Linked DNA regions of Mus musculus: all the other regions are linked to region 1. A link is a contact called in public HiChIP or PLAC-seq and promoter capture Hi-C data. All regions are on one chromosome and are shown on one strand. Each heading gives the region's core, a stretch centred on a gene start, on an enhancer-like site or on the middle of the called end of the contact. The rest is flanking DNA. Distances are from core to core; before and after follow the strand shown. Region 1 holds the start of Ddr1 (discoidin domain receptor family, member 1). Region 2 holds the start of D17H6S53E (DNA segment, Chr 17, human D6S53E). Region 3 holds the start of 1110038B12Rik (RIKEN cDNA 1110038B12 gene). Region 4 holds the start of Sapcd1 (suppressor APC domain containing 1). Region 5 holds the start of Hspa1l (heat shock protein 1-like).

Region 1 (2,806 bases), core at 39-2,538:
TAAACTGGAGACCCAGCCTGCCTTGGCTTCTCCCTAGGGGCAGCTTATCTTCCTGGTAGGTTTTTTGTGTGTACTTGTCTTGGTTTGTTTGGACTTCGTGTCTTTCTTGAGACTCTTTGGAAATGCTTTTTGGGTGTGAGTTTTGAGTCAGTTGGGATGTGTTTGTAACCGGGTGGTGAGACCGGAGACTTTACTGTGACCTGACATTATCCGGGGACTTGGCAGGTATGGGGGGGGGGGTGGCGTTGGAGAGAGGTAGGAATGACAGGTGGTGCTGAATGGGACGGAACACCTCCCACACTCCCACACTAGCTCTGTTGTCCTCCCTGCCTCTATCTCTCCGGTCCATGGCTCAGCAGCTCTCTCCGTTCATTGTCTCCTTGTATCCCTGGGTCATGCGTTCCTGTGCTTTGGGCAGTGTCTTTATTTTTCAGGGCGCCTATCTATCTTCCTCCCCCACCCCCACCTCGTCTTGGCTCCATTTTGCCCTTCTCCTTGCCAGAAGCCAGACTCTGCGGCTTCCACCAGGGACCGAGCTGACTGACTGGGACTGAGGGAGGCTTGCCTGAGAAAGACTGCAGAGTTAGCCTGGATGAAGCAGGGATCCCAGGGGGATCCGGAGCTTGGGGGTTTGAATCTCAGGGATCCTGAGAAGACAGGAGGGAGCTGCCAAGCTGGGGAGAGGTTCTGGAAGAAGGGAACAGAAAAAAGTTGAGACTAAAAGAGTGTGACCGGCTCTCAGACTTGGGGCGCGCGGGGATGGGGGGAGTGATTTAGGTTGGGATCCGGAGGAGGGGTGTGTGCCAAATGGTGACAAATGGGGTGGAGTGTGAACCTAGAGGGTCTGGCTAGACAGGTGAGCCCGGCTCCCTTCCCCCAGCCGGGCTGCAGCTCTCGCTCCGGTGCTGGGCCTGTGGGAACCCGTTCCTTCCTGCGTGCCCTGGGGCCGCTTCTCCGTGCTTCTCTCCCTCTCTCCAGGAACCGAGCCCAGAAAAAGGGGAGGAGGGACGGCGCCAACTCTCCCCACCCCCGAGCCACCGCGCGGGGTCCCTAGGGGGCTTAGCGGGCCCCTGATGGTGCTGCTGTACCCCAGCATCGGGGTGGCGGGGGATGGGCGTGCGGATCACCTAGTGGAGGCTACGCGCTGGGGAGCACTTGCAGGGCGGGTACCGCACTAGGAGAGGAGCGAGGGGCGGCGCCGGGCGTGGGAGCGCGGGCGCCGGGGCGGGAGTACCGGCGGGGGACGGGCGCGGGGAGGCGGCGCCTGGGCGCGATCCGGCCCCGCGCTGGCTCCTCTCCCCGGAACAGGCCCCCGACAGCTGCTCGCGGGAGCCGCCTCCCGACACCCGAGCCCCGCCGGCGCCTGCGCTCCCCTCCCGCGCCCCGCCGCCGAGGAGGCCCCAAGCCGGGGCCTGACGCCCGGGTCCGCCCCGGAGAGCCATGAGAGGTAGGGACTGAGGCGGGGACGAGCAAGAGGCAAGGGGAGCGGGTTGGGGAACCCCAGTTATGTTTGCTGCCCCGGGATTTTGACTCTCCATCCAAAGCAGAGGGTCCTGACTTTCCGAGAAACTATTCCGAAAAGAGAGCGAGGACCTCTCTTTTCTTGGGTGAGGGGAGAACCTAACTCCAAGAGGACAGGTGCGCGCATATGTAGCCCACTGAGTCATCCTATCGGTGCCTACCCCTCAACCTCCGGTGCCATGCTTACGGACATGCTCGGTTAAGCTGCCCAGGCCAGAGGGAGCCAGCCTGACGCCCAACCTACCAGACCAGCCACGCTCCGTGGTTGCCGGGTTGTGCCAAGAGACGAGGTCACCGCCCAATGAGCAACGCTCCCAGGCTCCCTTTCTGGCCAGGCAATTCTTTTCAGCACCCCCTCTCCCAGCCACCGCCCGGCTGGCCTACAACTGAGTGGCTGAGAAGGATGGAGGTGTGTCCAGACTCGTGTGGCACTCACTGTAGGGACAGGTCACACACAGTAGAATGCTTGAGAACAGGGAGAGATGGTCCTTGTTTTTCTTGCTGTTCTTCCCACCTGAGTCCCACCTGTTCCTGCCTGCTCTTGGCTTCCCTCTGGCTCAGTCACTCTGGATGTTTGGGGGTGGGTGGCTCCGTTCTCTGAGGATCCTGTACCTCAGGGCCTGCGTGTGGCTCACTTTGTCTTCTGATTATAGGAGCTTGTGTCTGCCGTTTAGTATTCGCTAAATGGTGAGATCTGACTTTATAGATTACCTCGGGGTTTGTGGCACACACCTGTAATTAGCCTCTGGTGATAAAGAACTGAAGGTCAGCCTTCCTTGGCATCGTAGTTGAACTTGAGACCTTGTCTCAAACAAAACAAAACAAACAAACAAAAACCCCAACCAACTATCTTGCTGTTAGGAGTACAGGTCTTTAGTTCCAGCACTCGAGTGGCAGAGGCAGGAGAATCTCTCTGAGTTCCAGGCTAGCCAGGGCTACACAGTGAGACAACAAAACCCAAGCAACTAACCAGTCCTTCTCCCCGCCCCAAAGCAACACAAAGAAATCAAACGCACACACAGAAGATGTCAAGATCTGTGTGGAGTGGTGCTGGCTTCGGCAACACATATACTAAAATTGGAAAGATACAGAGAAGACTAATGCGGCCCCTATACAAGCATGACACGGAAATTCATGAACGGTCCTTAATTTTTAAATGATGGAAGATGGAATTTAATGGAGGAGTTGTCTTTAAAGCTACTTGAGGTCCAGGTAATACTTAATAAAATTAGACAGGCGTGGTGGTGCACGCCTTTAATCCCAGCACTTGGGAGGCAGAGGCAGG
Region 2 (2,763 bases), core at 130-2,629, 570 kb after region 1:
TAGCAGCCCATGAAGCCAGAGGCCCACAGGTCCTCGAAGGCCCAAAGCATCCAAGATGGCTCGGAGTGGCCTGGAGCACAGAGCCAGCAGGGCTGTGGCAAGCAGCTCCAGCAGGTGCAGGGTCAAGTTGGTAGAGATCTGCAGGTACTCCTCTGGGTCCTGCAGGTAATGTGAAGGAGCCCCTGGTTCCCCCCGTAACCAACGCAGCAGCTTCTGACGGCGACCAGGTTTCTCCAACAGGGCTTCTGGCCCAATGGTGCCTAGTCTCCCTTGAGCGGACACTCCAAGGTTCTTCACGCCACCTGAATCCACAGGATCCCAGTCTAGTTTGGGAATGGCCCCTCCAGACTCCAGTCTTGCAGGCTCTTGAATGGTAGAGGCAGTCTTGTCCCGCTTGAGGGAATCCATTCTTTTGCTCCCCAGTTGATCCACTTTGAGGTCCCTGCTAGACTCTGGAGCAGCCCCGGGGGGTCTCCGTGTTCCTGAATCCTTGGTCTTAAGGGGCCCCACATCTCCCATGGTCTCTGGAGCACTGTCCCAGTCACTCCCCGAATTCTCCGGGGAGCTGTCCACCCATCTGGGTTCTGGGGCAGGCAAATCAGCCTTTGTTGATTTCTTTCGACCCCAAGGTCGAGGTAGCCAGCCACCAAGCCGTCGAAGGAACATGACTGAGCTGTGCAATGCGCTTCCCAAATCTGTGACCACTTCCTGACTCTGCGTAAGATTCTCAGGATCTCCTCCGAAGCCAGAATCAGTTCCGGTTCAGAAGAGGTGTCTGCTTGGTGATATTGTCCTACTCTGAATTCAGAAAGGACTCACACAGCCCCAAGTGTGGTAAATGGCCTGCTTCCGTGTCAGTCTAAGGGAAAAGAAATCCATTTGCCACCCCACACACTAACAAGACTTCTAGAGCCCGATAAGGCCAGGGTCACCCCCACAATGTTCTGTGCTTTCAGATTTCCTTCCCAGCAGTCAGCACCCCAAGTTTCACTCACCAAGACCACATCCCAAGGTGCCCCAGAAAGGGGAGAGGTGGTGTTCCATTGAAGGAAAGAAGGTGGTGGCCCAGGGTCCTTCGGTCCTGAAACTGAGGAACCTTCAAATCGCTGCCCAAGGGAGCTCAAGGAACAGGAAGTCTCTGTTGAGAGGAAGACGGGATGGAAGTGTCTAGCGAACTCCAGTCAGTTAAGTGCATCCCTTAACTTAGGAAGCTATCATTCCAAAAAGTGGCCCTACTGTCCCGCGAGGGCGCAGCTGAGACGCGGCCTCCGCAAGGTCAGAACAGAGATGTCCTTGGAGATCGCAGACGCAAGACACAGTACAGGCCTACCTGGGGACCCAGGCGTCTGGGTGCTCGCGCAGCGAGTAGCTGTGGGGCCCAGCGTCCGGGGAGCGGCCTCCGGGAGCCGTGCGAGCCCGGAAGCAGCTGTACCGGGTCGGGAGGGACCAGCGGGGGCGGAGCTCCGCAACCCGTGAGGCGGACTCGACAGAGCGACCTCCTCCGAAGCCCCCGCGATTCACTAGCGCAGGCGTAGAGAGAGGACCACCTAAGACCAGACCCTGAGCACGAACCCGGGTTCGGCTGCTCACCTCCCAGACCTTCCCGCCGCTGACACTGGTTAGGTATTCTAGCCCTTAGTTTGGGATTTTTTTGTTTTGTTTTTCAATGTAACTTTAGCTATCTTGAATTAGCTCGGTAGACCAGACTGGCCTTGAACTCAAAAGAGATCTGCCCGCCTCTTGTCTCCTTGATTAAAGGCACGCTGCACCACTGCCCAGCTTTGTTTTTAAGGACAGGTCCCCTATATATGTAGCTTAGATCCATATATATATATATATATATATATATAGCTCAGGATATATATAGCTCAGGAAAGGCTTGGACATATGTTGCCCAGACTGCCTTTGAGTCGATCCTCTTGCCACTGCTTCCCTGTGTGACGATTCCAGCCTCTCTGTGGTTCTTTCTCACAACCCCCGCCATTCCTCCATTTCTCACCTGAGATATCTTGTAATGCTGGTCCAGAAAGGTAAATAACAGGAGCCACGTGATTTAAGCAGCCGCCCTTTGGCCTTCCAGACTGGGATTTGAAAGCTTTCATGTTCCTAGCACTCTGTATAAGCATCTCAAGGGATTGGGGGTGCCAAGTACGTAAGAGAAGTGTAGAAAAGCATATTGCCTGGTTTTCAGGGAGTGAAATGATCTCTTAGGACTGCCTTAAGCCTTGGAATCCTAACTCAGTAAGCAGGTATGAAGCCCTAGGTTAAGCCCCATGTAGCACTCCAGAACCAGTTTTAGCTGAGTTTGATGCCAGCCTGGTCTACACATAGTGAGAGACTGTGTCTCAAAAAACAAAAAGAAAAAAAGTTCATCTTGAACTTTTTATCTGGGAGGTCAGAGCTCTGGTCACAGCTAGAATGTCACACAGGTTGGATGACATTAGTTGTATTGGCCAATCCTGCAGGACTCTACTTCCTCTCTGGGGACTTTTAACTTCCCTACCACAAGGTATTACACTTCATCACAGCTGGCTTCCTCAAGTTCAAGGTTTGTATCAGGCAGAGCAGAGCAAAGTATCTTTGGCTTTTCTCCCAATGTCAGCAGCATCTTTTGGATGCATCTTGTCTTGGAGAGGGGCCCCACCCAGGGTCTTCCCAGTGTTAGGCAGGTGCTCTAACCAAGCTATGCCCGCCCCTCTCCAACACATAGCACACTTGGTTTGTGATACTTGTCACTGACTTGACTGGCCTAGACACATACTC
Region 3 (2,700 bases), core at 165-2,664, 750 kb after region 1:
GCTGGCCTTGAACTCAGAAATCTGCCTGCCTCTGCCTCCCAAGTACTGGGATTAAAGGCATGTGCCACCACTGCCCGGCTACTATAGGATTCTTAGATTTTAAATTTTAGTTATGTTCTGAGGCACTATCTCATCACTGCGTAGCCCAGGCTGGCCTTGAACTCAAAGAGATCTACCTGCCCCTGCCTCTCAAGTGCTAGGATTAAAGTTGTGCACCACTGCTTCTGGCTAAAATGTATTTTAAAATGAAGATAGAGAAGCGTATAGTGCCTTGCACATGTAATTTCAGCATTTAGGAAAAGGAAGTAGGAATGTTGACCGTCATGGTACAGAATTGCTGTCTCAAAAAAAAAAAAAAAGACAAAGGGGCTGGAGCAGTGGCTCAGTGGTCAGGAGCACTTACTGATCTTTCTAAGGACCTGGCTTCAGTTCCCAGCACCTATCACCAGGTGGCTTACAACTTCCTCTAACACACATAGACACAAATACAATCAATCTAAAAATATTTCTTAAAAGCTGGCCAGTGGTGTTGTATGCCTTTAATCCCAGCACTCAGGGCAGAGGCAAGTAGATATCTGTGAGTTCGAGGCCAGCCTAGTCTACAGAGCAAGTTCCAGGACAGTCAGGGTTACACAGAGAAACCCGGTCTTGAAACCGACCCCCCCCCCCTCTCTCTCTCTCTCTCTCTCTCTCTCTCTCAACATAGTAGTGTGTCACGCCTGTAATTGTAGGCATGGTTGGAACCCATCTTAGACTATGAGCCAGATGTGTGTTTGTGTGTGTGTGGCTTTTATCCCCCTTTAAATAAAAATGTTGGGGCTGGTGAGATGGCTCACCAGTTAAGAGCACTGGTTGCTTTTCCTGAAGTCCTGAGTTCAATTCCCAGCAACCAAATGCTCGTGACCATGTATAAGGGAATCTGATGCCCTCTTCTGGCACGCACGTGTACATGCAGCAGAGCACTCAGTAATCTTTTTTTTTTCTTTTTTTTTTCTTTTTAACGGAGAGCAGAAGCTGAGGTGCAAATTCAGATTTTTCTGCTAGGTGTAGGCAATATGAGTCCTCCTGGGTAGACTGGATCCAAACATGAGTACAGAATCCGCAAAGCCATAAGCCTAAAGGAGACCAAAGAGCTGACCTATCCTGTAGGAGCTCCAGGGTCTTTACCCAATCTTGGCCGATTAGGCTGCCTGTTTCTTTCTTTCTTTTTTTTTTTTCTTTCCTTTGGATTGGTAGTTTATCAAATTGTCGTCATATACATGATTCTCTACTTAGGACAGTAAGAAACATGATTCCTCTTTGTTCCCTTCGCATTTGTCAGCGCGATCAAGTCAGGCATATGAGAAGACGACTATGTCCGTCAGGACCCCCGGGCCAGGCGTGGGTATAAATGGCCGAGGCGGGCGGCACACGGGTCTCTTTGTGCACCCGCCCACACGGTTTGCCGTGTTTTCACCCTTCTTTGTTCTCCACCGGTCTGGGCAGGGTCTGAGGACTCCGGAGAGCAAGGCATGGGTCCGCCTCGTGCCGCAGGTATCCTGGGGTCCTGTGGGGAGGGCTCTGCGGTGTGGGGCCGGGTATGATGACCCACATTTACAGACTAGAGTTTCTGATGTCCACGTGACGCCACTCCTTGTAACTGACCCAGGCCGGGGTGGGGGCTGCAGGCCGGGGTCTCTACGACCTGTGCTCATTCAATGATCTCTTCCAGGTTCCTGGCCCACGCCAGCCGTACCCAGTAGCACAATGGTAAGCGCATGCTGGCGAGAGGTAGGCGGTGTGAGGAGGGGCTGGTTTCGGGGAGAGGACAGTAATGATGATTTCTGGTGATTCTGAGTGTCTCGCTGACGCCATCACCGCAGCGCGCTGACCGTCCCCGGGTCCAAAATCGGCAGTGGCGTGGGTTTTGAGTGGCCTAGAGTTCTGAGTAATTTACCTCTGTGTCTTGCTTTCTGGTAGGGATTTGAGGACACACGCCAGCTGCCTACACCTGAAGAAAGGTTAGTCTTAGGTTTCACTGGCATGCTTGTCTCTTGGCTTGACTTTTTGGAAGGGGTGGATTCGAGACAGGGTTTCTCCATGTAGCCCTGATCTCAGATCCGCCTGCCTCTACTCTCTGGAATTAAATGCATACAGCACCACCGACTGGCCCTTGTTTTGTTCTTAATATCCTGCCTGCATTAGCCAGTCTCCAAGCAAGCTACCACCCAGCCATCTTTTTGTTTTTAGATCTTAACTAATCTCCCTAACTCTAAATCTATGGTGGATCCAGGAGCTGCCTTGATTATTTCTTGTGCCTTTAAGTTCTGTATGCTAGTCCACGGCAGTGGGTCTCAGCCTTCCTGAGGGCCTTTAATGCAGTTCCTCGGGCTGTGATGTTCCTAACCATCGGTTTTATTTTCCTTGTATCTTCATAACTAAAGTTTGCTATTGTGATAACACAGGCTGTCCTGTCTGGGACCCCTATGTAAGGGTTCCTTGGTGACACAGGTTGAGAGCCACTGTTTTAGACTATGCTTTTGGGTATTTAGACGGGCTCTCAATTCAGGATGGCCTTAGTCCTGGCTCCAACCACCTTTTTTTTTTTTTTTTTAAGATTTAGATGTTTGTGAGTACACTATTGCTGTCTTCAGACACACCAGAAGAGGGCGTCAGATCCCATTACACATGGTTATGAGCCATCTCTCCGGCCCATGCCAC
Region 4 (2,729 bases), core at 6-2,505, 670 kb after region 1:
GGTCTCAGACTTGATCCGCAGTGGGAAACCCATCAAGGCCACGAATGAGCTTCTGAGGAGGAACCAAATGGAAAAGTGAGTGGGGCCTGCCATGCTCCCCACAGCTCCTGTGTTCTCCCTCACCTGGCCCCAGCCATCTTTCTGCAGCCCCGTGCTCTCTTCCTCCTCCTCCTCCTCCTCCTTCTCCTCACCAAGTCAGGTGTGGCACGGGCACGTGCCTGTAAGCCTGGTGTTCAAGGCCAGCCTGAGCTACATAGCAAGACCTTGTCAGAAAACGACAAACAAAACCAACTCAGTATCCATGGCTGCTTTTGAAACGCTTGGCTCTCCAAGGCTGCAGTTTCCCGCACAGACCCTCCCCTCTGTCTGCATAGGGAGTTGGCGACCCAGCAGCCACACTGTTCTGTCTCTCCTGCAGCTGCCAGGCACTGGTGGATACGTTTCTAAAACTGGACTTGGAGGATCCCACCCTGGACCTGGACATTTTCATTAGTCAGGAAGTGCTGCCCGCTGCTCCCACCATCCTCTGAGAGTCCTCCCTCGCCTCCCAGCTACCTGAGCCCCGGGGCCTACCATGCCTTTTCGGGTTTTTTTTTTTCCCTTACTGCAGAGTTCTCAGTTTGCACATTGTGTCTTGTGCTAGGAATAAAGCTTATTTTAGATCAAGGTGTTTCCTTAGGTCACCCAACAGGACATCAGCTGGGACAGGGGGAAGTCACTCAAATATAGTGACAGTTGGGCTGGGCAGATGCTCAGTGATTAGAGGCACTGACTGCTCTTGCAGAGAAAGTGGCTTTGGTTCCAAGAACCACATGGTGGGTCACATCTGTGTGTCACTCCAGTTCCAAGGGATCTTACACCCTCTTCTAGTCTCAGGGGCTCTGGGACACATGGAATACACATAAGCTCATGGACACACACATACACATAAACTAACAAGTAGATAATTACATTTAGTCAGGAATGGTGGTATAAATAAATAAATGCAGGTACGATGGTGCAGACCTTTAATTCTACCACTGGGAAGACAAAGGCAGGTGGAGCTCTGAGTTTGAGGCCAGCCTGGTCTATATAGTGAGTTCCAGGCTAGCTAGGCTACACAGGGAGACCCTGACTCTAAATAAAACTTTAAATAAATTTAGATTCTGTCCTTGGGACTCAATGAGGACAAGCTACTTCCAACAGACTATACAAAACAAAAACCACAAAAACAAAAATGAAGGTTGACACACAGTTTAAGGGAAGCTATCTGTTGCCTTAAGAATTATCCTGGCCTCACAGGCTGAAAGACAAGGCAGGATGGGTAGAAGATGGGTTGGGGAGGGACCAGCCCCGGCTCCGCCCTTCCTACTTTAGAGCCATGGAGAGCCCAGGTCCTGGTGGGCCACCCCTGGTGCAAGCGCCCTACACTGTTCTGCTGCTACCACTGGGGACAAGCCGCCAAGACCCAGGAGCCCAGAACTTCTTCCTCTGGGTGAGTGCGAGACCAACTCAGTCTTGGGACATCCCCTCCCATGATGTACCCTGCATATATTTCCTCTCAACTGAGGACCCACAGACTTTCCCTCTGTATTCCTTTGTTATTCAAATCCTTAGTGATCAGATAGTGAGCCCTTTAGAGGAGATTGCCATACCTAGGGTCCTGCTGGGAGTGAGTCGTTTTGGCCTGTGTCTCCTCTAAGCCAGCTGCAGATGATGCAGGCTCTGGAGAGGGAACAAGATGCTCTGTGGCAGGGCCTGGAGCTGCTGGAGCATGGCCAGGCCTGGTTCGCAGACCGGCTGAGGGAGACCCAGCAACGGCAGCTGCAGCTGGGGGCCCTTGGCGAGGTAGGGGGCAGCCATCTGTGCACGGGCTGGGGAGGGAGAAGCAGGGAGCACGTGGACCTCAAAGGCTGCTCTGGGAAGGGGAGGGTTAACGGGCAGGGCACATGAACTGGAATAGCATTGGAAATGACAGGACAGCCACCAGTGTTCATTGTGCTGGAAGAAGTGGTCTGCATTCCATTCAGAGGGACTCCATCTGAGCACCCCACAGAGAATCAGAGAGTGGCCTGGGTGTCTCTCACTGGGCGGGGGGGGGGGGGGGGGGAGAAGACCCATAAGGAACAGGAGTGGGGGTGGGGTTCCAGGGTGGGGGTGGGGTTCCAGGTAGTTTGAAAGGAACTGACTGCAATTTTAAGAGATGGAGGTGGAGTGGTGGCCCACGCCTTTAATCCCGGCACTTGGGAGGCAGAGGCAGGCAGATTTCTGAGTTCGAGGCCAGCCTGGTCTACAGAGTGAGTTCCAGGACAGCCAGGGCTACAGAGAAACCCTGTCTCCAAAAACCAAAAAAAAAAAAAGATGGAGGTGGAGAGAGAGGGCTGGCCTTTCCATCTGTCTGGAAGGGTTCTGGGAGAAGGGAATCTGATGAGAAGAGTGGCCCGTGGTGAGGAAGTGGCAGGAGGACCTGTCTCCAGCACTCGGTCACCCTCCAACCCTGCCTAGGACTTTCTGATGGACTTGCATTCAGAGACTGATGCCCCTCTGCTAACCCGGATTCAAAAGGTGAATGCTTGTCTGCACAGTCTGATTCACAAGGTGAGTTTATTAGTTTTAATTTCTAGACTTCGGGGACGGACGGGGCTTTTGGAGTCGTACTGATTTAGCCTCGTCCATATGCACTGGCTGACTCCCACACAGTCCAGGACCAGGAGGGAATGTCAGGGCAAGAGAACTTCTGGTGGCAATGG
Region 5 (2,752 bases), core at 59-2,558, 730 kb after region 1:
ACCACACTTGTCTACCTGCCTCCTAAGACTGTGTTCTGAACTCCTTAAGACATATTGGGGGCACCTAAGAGGTGGCAGTGACAGGGGCCTCCTGCTCTTCTAGAGAACCTGAGCCCAGTTCCCAAACCCTCAGCGGGCAGCTCATAACTGGCCTACCCCAGGGGGTGACACAGCCTCTTCTCTCTCTCTCTCTCTCTCTCTCAGAGAGAGAGAGAGAGAGAGAGAGAGAGAGAGAGAGAGAGAGAGAGAGAGACAGCAGGCAGCTCATAATTGTCTCATCCAGGGATAAAACAGCCTCTTCTCACACACAGACACACACATAGCGGGCAGCTCATAACTGTCTCATTCAGGGGGTGAGACAGCCTCTTCTCACACACAGACAGACAGACAGACAGATACACAGACACACACACACACACAGAGACAGACAAACCATTAAAGACATGCACTAGGCTTTCCTCAGATCAGGTTGCCTTCCTTAGCAACCTATGGTGGAGTAATTTAGCTCACTCTAAGGATGGCTGTTAGGATCCCCGCACCCTCCAAGCTTAAAAAAAAAAAAAAAGAAAAGAAGAGTCAGGGTCCAACTATGTAGCTCAGGCAATACTCTGCCTCCATTCCTAACAGTTGGGATTAAAGGCTTGAGCCTCCAGGCGGCTCCCAGCAACTTTTCTAGCTTTTCATAGAAGTAGGGCTCAAAGTCTCATCTTCGACCCTGTTCCCACACCAGCCCCATCTCCGCAGCCATCCTGTCTGAAAATCCGGAGTGCTGGAATCCTAGGCTTCGGTCCCTCTCTTGATTGTAACTCCTGTCTTCAGGGTCAATACCATATTCAAAAAGGTCTTAAGATGTCTGCCTCCGATTTGAGCTCAGACTAATTCCAGCCACTTGTGTCCCTCAAGCGTCCAGCCCCATTTCTTCTTGATTGCCAACCACCAACCCCAAAATTAATACAACTGGGGATCTGTGTGTGAAGAGCCACATAGTAATCCCAACACTTAAAGACGATGAGGCCTAAGGATGGTGGCTTCCAATAGACCATGACTGTAAATCAGTCAAACCTAAGAAAATTCTCAACCCATCAAACGAGGACCAACTGGGACACAGAGGCTTCTGCCCCACTCCAATCAGAGCCTTCCCAGCTCACCTGGGATCTCTACGCCTTCGATCCAGTTTGGAAAATTTGAAGTCGCTGAGCCCCTACGAGCAGGGAGCTCCAGGAACATCCAAACTGAGCAGCCGGGGTCCCCCCCACCCCCCACCCCGCCCCTCCCGGCAACTTTGAGCCTGTGCTGGGACAGAGCCTCTAGTTCCTAAATTAGTCCATGAGGTCAGAGGCAGCACTGCCATTGTAACGCGATTGGAGAGGATCACGTCACCGGACACGCCCCCAGGCATCTCCCTGGGTCTCCTAAACTTGGCGGGGAGAAGTTTTAGCCCTTAAGTTTTAGCCTTTAACCCCCATATTCAGAACTGTGCGAGTTGGCGAAACCCCACAAATCACAACAAACTGTACACAACACCGAGCTAGAGGTGATCTTTCTTGTCCATTCCACACAGGCCTTAGTAATGCGTCGCCATAGCAACAGTGTCACTAGTAGCACCAGCACTTCCCCACACCCTCCCCCTCAGGAATCCGTACTCTCCAGTGAACCCCAGAAACCTCTGGAGAGTTCTGGACAAGGGCGGAACCCACAACTCCGATTACTCAAGGGAGGCGGGGAAGCTCCACCAGACGCGAAACTGCTGGAAGATTCCTGGCCCCAAGGCCTCCTCCGGCTCGCTGATTGGCCCAGCGGAGAGTGGGCGGGGCCGGTGAAGACTCCTTAAAGGCGCAGGGCGGCGAGCAGGTCACCAGACGCTGACAGCTACTCAGAACCAAATCTGGTTCCATCCAGAGACAAGCGAAGACAAGAGAAGCAGAGCGAGCGGCGCGTTCCCGATCCTCGGCCAGGACCAGCCTTCCCCAGAGCATCCCTGCCGCGGAGCGCAACCTTCCCAGGAGCATCCCTGCCGCGGAGCGCAACTTTCCCCGGAGCATCCACGCCGCGGAGCGCAGCCTTCCAGAAGCAGAGCGCGGCGCCATGGCCAAGAACACGGCGATCGGCATCGACCTGGGCACCACCTACTCGTGCGTGGGCGTGTTCCAGCACGGCAAGGTGGAGATCATCGCCAACGACCAGGGCAACCGCACGACCCCCAGCTACGTGGCCTTCACCGACACCGAGCGCCTCATCGGAGACGCCGCCAAGAACCAGGTGGCGCTGAACCCGCAGAACACCGTGTTCGACGCGAAGCGGCTGATCGGCCGCAAGTTCGGCGATGCGGTGGTGCAGTCCGACATGAAGCACTGGCCCTTCCAGGTGGTGAACGACGGCGACAAGCCCAAGGTGCAGGTGAACTACAAGGGCGAGAGCCGGTCGTTCTTCCCGGAGGAGATCTCGTCCATGGTGCTGACGAAGATGAAGGAGATCGCTGAGGCGTACCTGGGCCACCCGGTGACCAACGCGGTGATCACGGTGCCCGCCTACTTCAACGACTCTCAGCGGCAGGCCACCAAGGACGCGGGCGTGATCGCCGGTCTAAACGTGCTGCGGATCATCAACGAGCCCACGGCGGCCGCCATCGCCTACGGGCTGGACCGGACCGGCAAGGGCGAGCGCAACGTGCTCATCTTCGACCTGGGGGGCGGCACGTTCGACGTGTCCATCCTGACGATCGACGACGGCATCTTCGAGGTGAAGGCCACGG

What was found. Promoter capture Hi-C pulls out the DNA fragments that hold promoters and counts their contacts. HiChIP or PLAC-seq counts read pairs in DNA pulled down with a chosen protein or histone mark.
Region 2: a contact with region 1 is called in a FOXA1 HiChIP or PLAC-seq map of pancreatic cancer cells. The contact joins the promoter of D17H6S53E here to the promoter of Ddr1 in region 1.
Region 3: a contact with region 1 is called in an HNF4G HiChIP or PLAC-seq map of pancreatic cancer cells. The contact joins the promoter of 1110038B12Rik here to the promoter of Ddr1 in region 1.
Region 4: a contact with region 1 is called in a promoter capture Hi-C map of embryonic stem cells. The contact joins the promoter of Sapcd1 here to the promoter of Ddr1 in region 1. A contact is called at or near these places in 2 of 39 promoter capture datasets (embryonic stem cells and liver).
Region 5: an HNF4G HiChIP or PLAC-seq map of pancreatic cancer cells shows a contact between it and region 1. The contact joins the promoter of Hspa1l here to the promoter of Ddr1 in region 1.

What each region holds. Positions count from the first base shown.
Region 1 is chr17:35,699,072-35,701,877 of GRCm38.p6, reverse strand. Ddr1 (discoidin domain receptor family, member 1) reads left to right here and starts at 1,288. Exons shown (of 18, transcript NM_001198833.1): 1 at 1,288-1,447. It overlaps LOC115488883 (a small nuclear RNA gene), which reads left to right and starts at 2,569; the gene lies at 2,569-2,675.
Region 2 is chr17:35,125,018-35,127,780 of GRCm38.p6, reverse strand. It overlaps D17H6S53E (DNA segment, Chr 17, human D6S53E), which reads right to left and starts at 1,379. Exons shown (of 3, transcript NM_033477.2): 1 at 1,331-1,379; 2 at 996-1,138; 3 at 1-859. The coding sequence starts at 666. Gm20522 (predicted gene 20522) reads left to right here and starts at 1,438. Exons shown (of 3, transcript NR_168268.1): 1 at 1,438-1,623; 2 at 2,466-2,548.
Region 3 is chr17:34,951,185-34,953,884 of GRCm38.p6, reverse strand. It overlaps 1110038B12Rik (RIKEN cDNA 1110038B12 gene), which reads left to right and starts at 1,414. Exons shown (of 4, transcript NR_015536.1): 1 at 1,414-1,533; 2 at 1,712-1,749; 3 at 1,960-2,000. LOC115488834 (a small nucleolar RNA gene) reads left to right here and starts at 1,810; the gene lies at 1,810-1,872.
Region 4 is chr17:35,026,542-35,029,270 of GRCm38.p6, reverse strand. It overlaps Sapcd1 (suppressor APC domain containing 1), which reads left to right and starts at 1,255. Exons shown (of 4, transcript NM_023893.4): 1 at 1,255-1,474; 2 at 1,687-1,827; 3 at 2,485-2,577. The coding sequence starts at 1,361. It overlaps Msh5 (mutS homolog 5), which reads left to right. Exons shown (of 25, transcript NM_001146215.2): 24 at 2-75; 25 at 419-666. The coding sequence ends at 530. It overlaps Gm52318 (a long non-coding RNA gene), which reads right to left and starts at 1,723. Exons shown (of 2, transcript XR_003952415.1): 1 at 1,635-1,723. It overlaps Vwa7 (von Willebrand factor A domain containing 7), which reads right to left. Exons shown (of 17, transcript NM_138582.1): 17 at 2,530-2,729.
Region 5 is chr17:34,971,259-34,974,010 of GRCm38.p6, reverse strand. It overlaps Hspa1l (heat shock protein 1-like), which reads right to left and starts at 1,308. Exons shown (of 2, transcript NM_013558.2): 1 at 1,149-1,308. It overlaps Hspa1a (heat shock protein 1A), which reads left to right and starts at 1,855. Exons shown (of 1, transcript NM_010479.2): 1 at 1,855-2,752. The coding sequence starts at 2,086.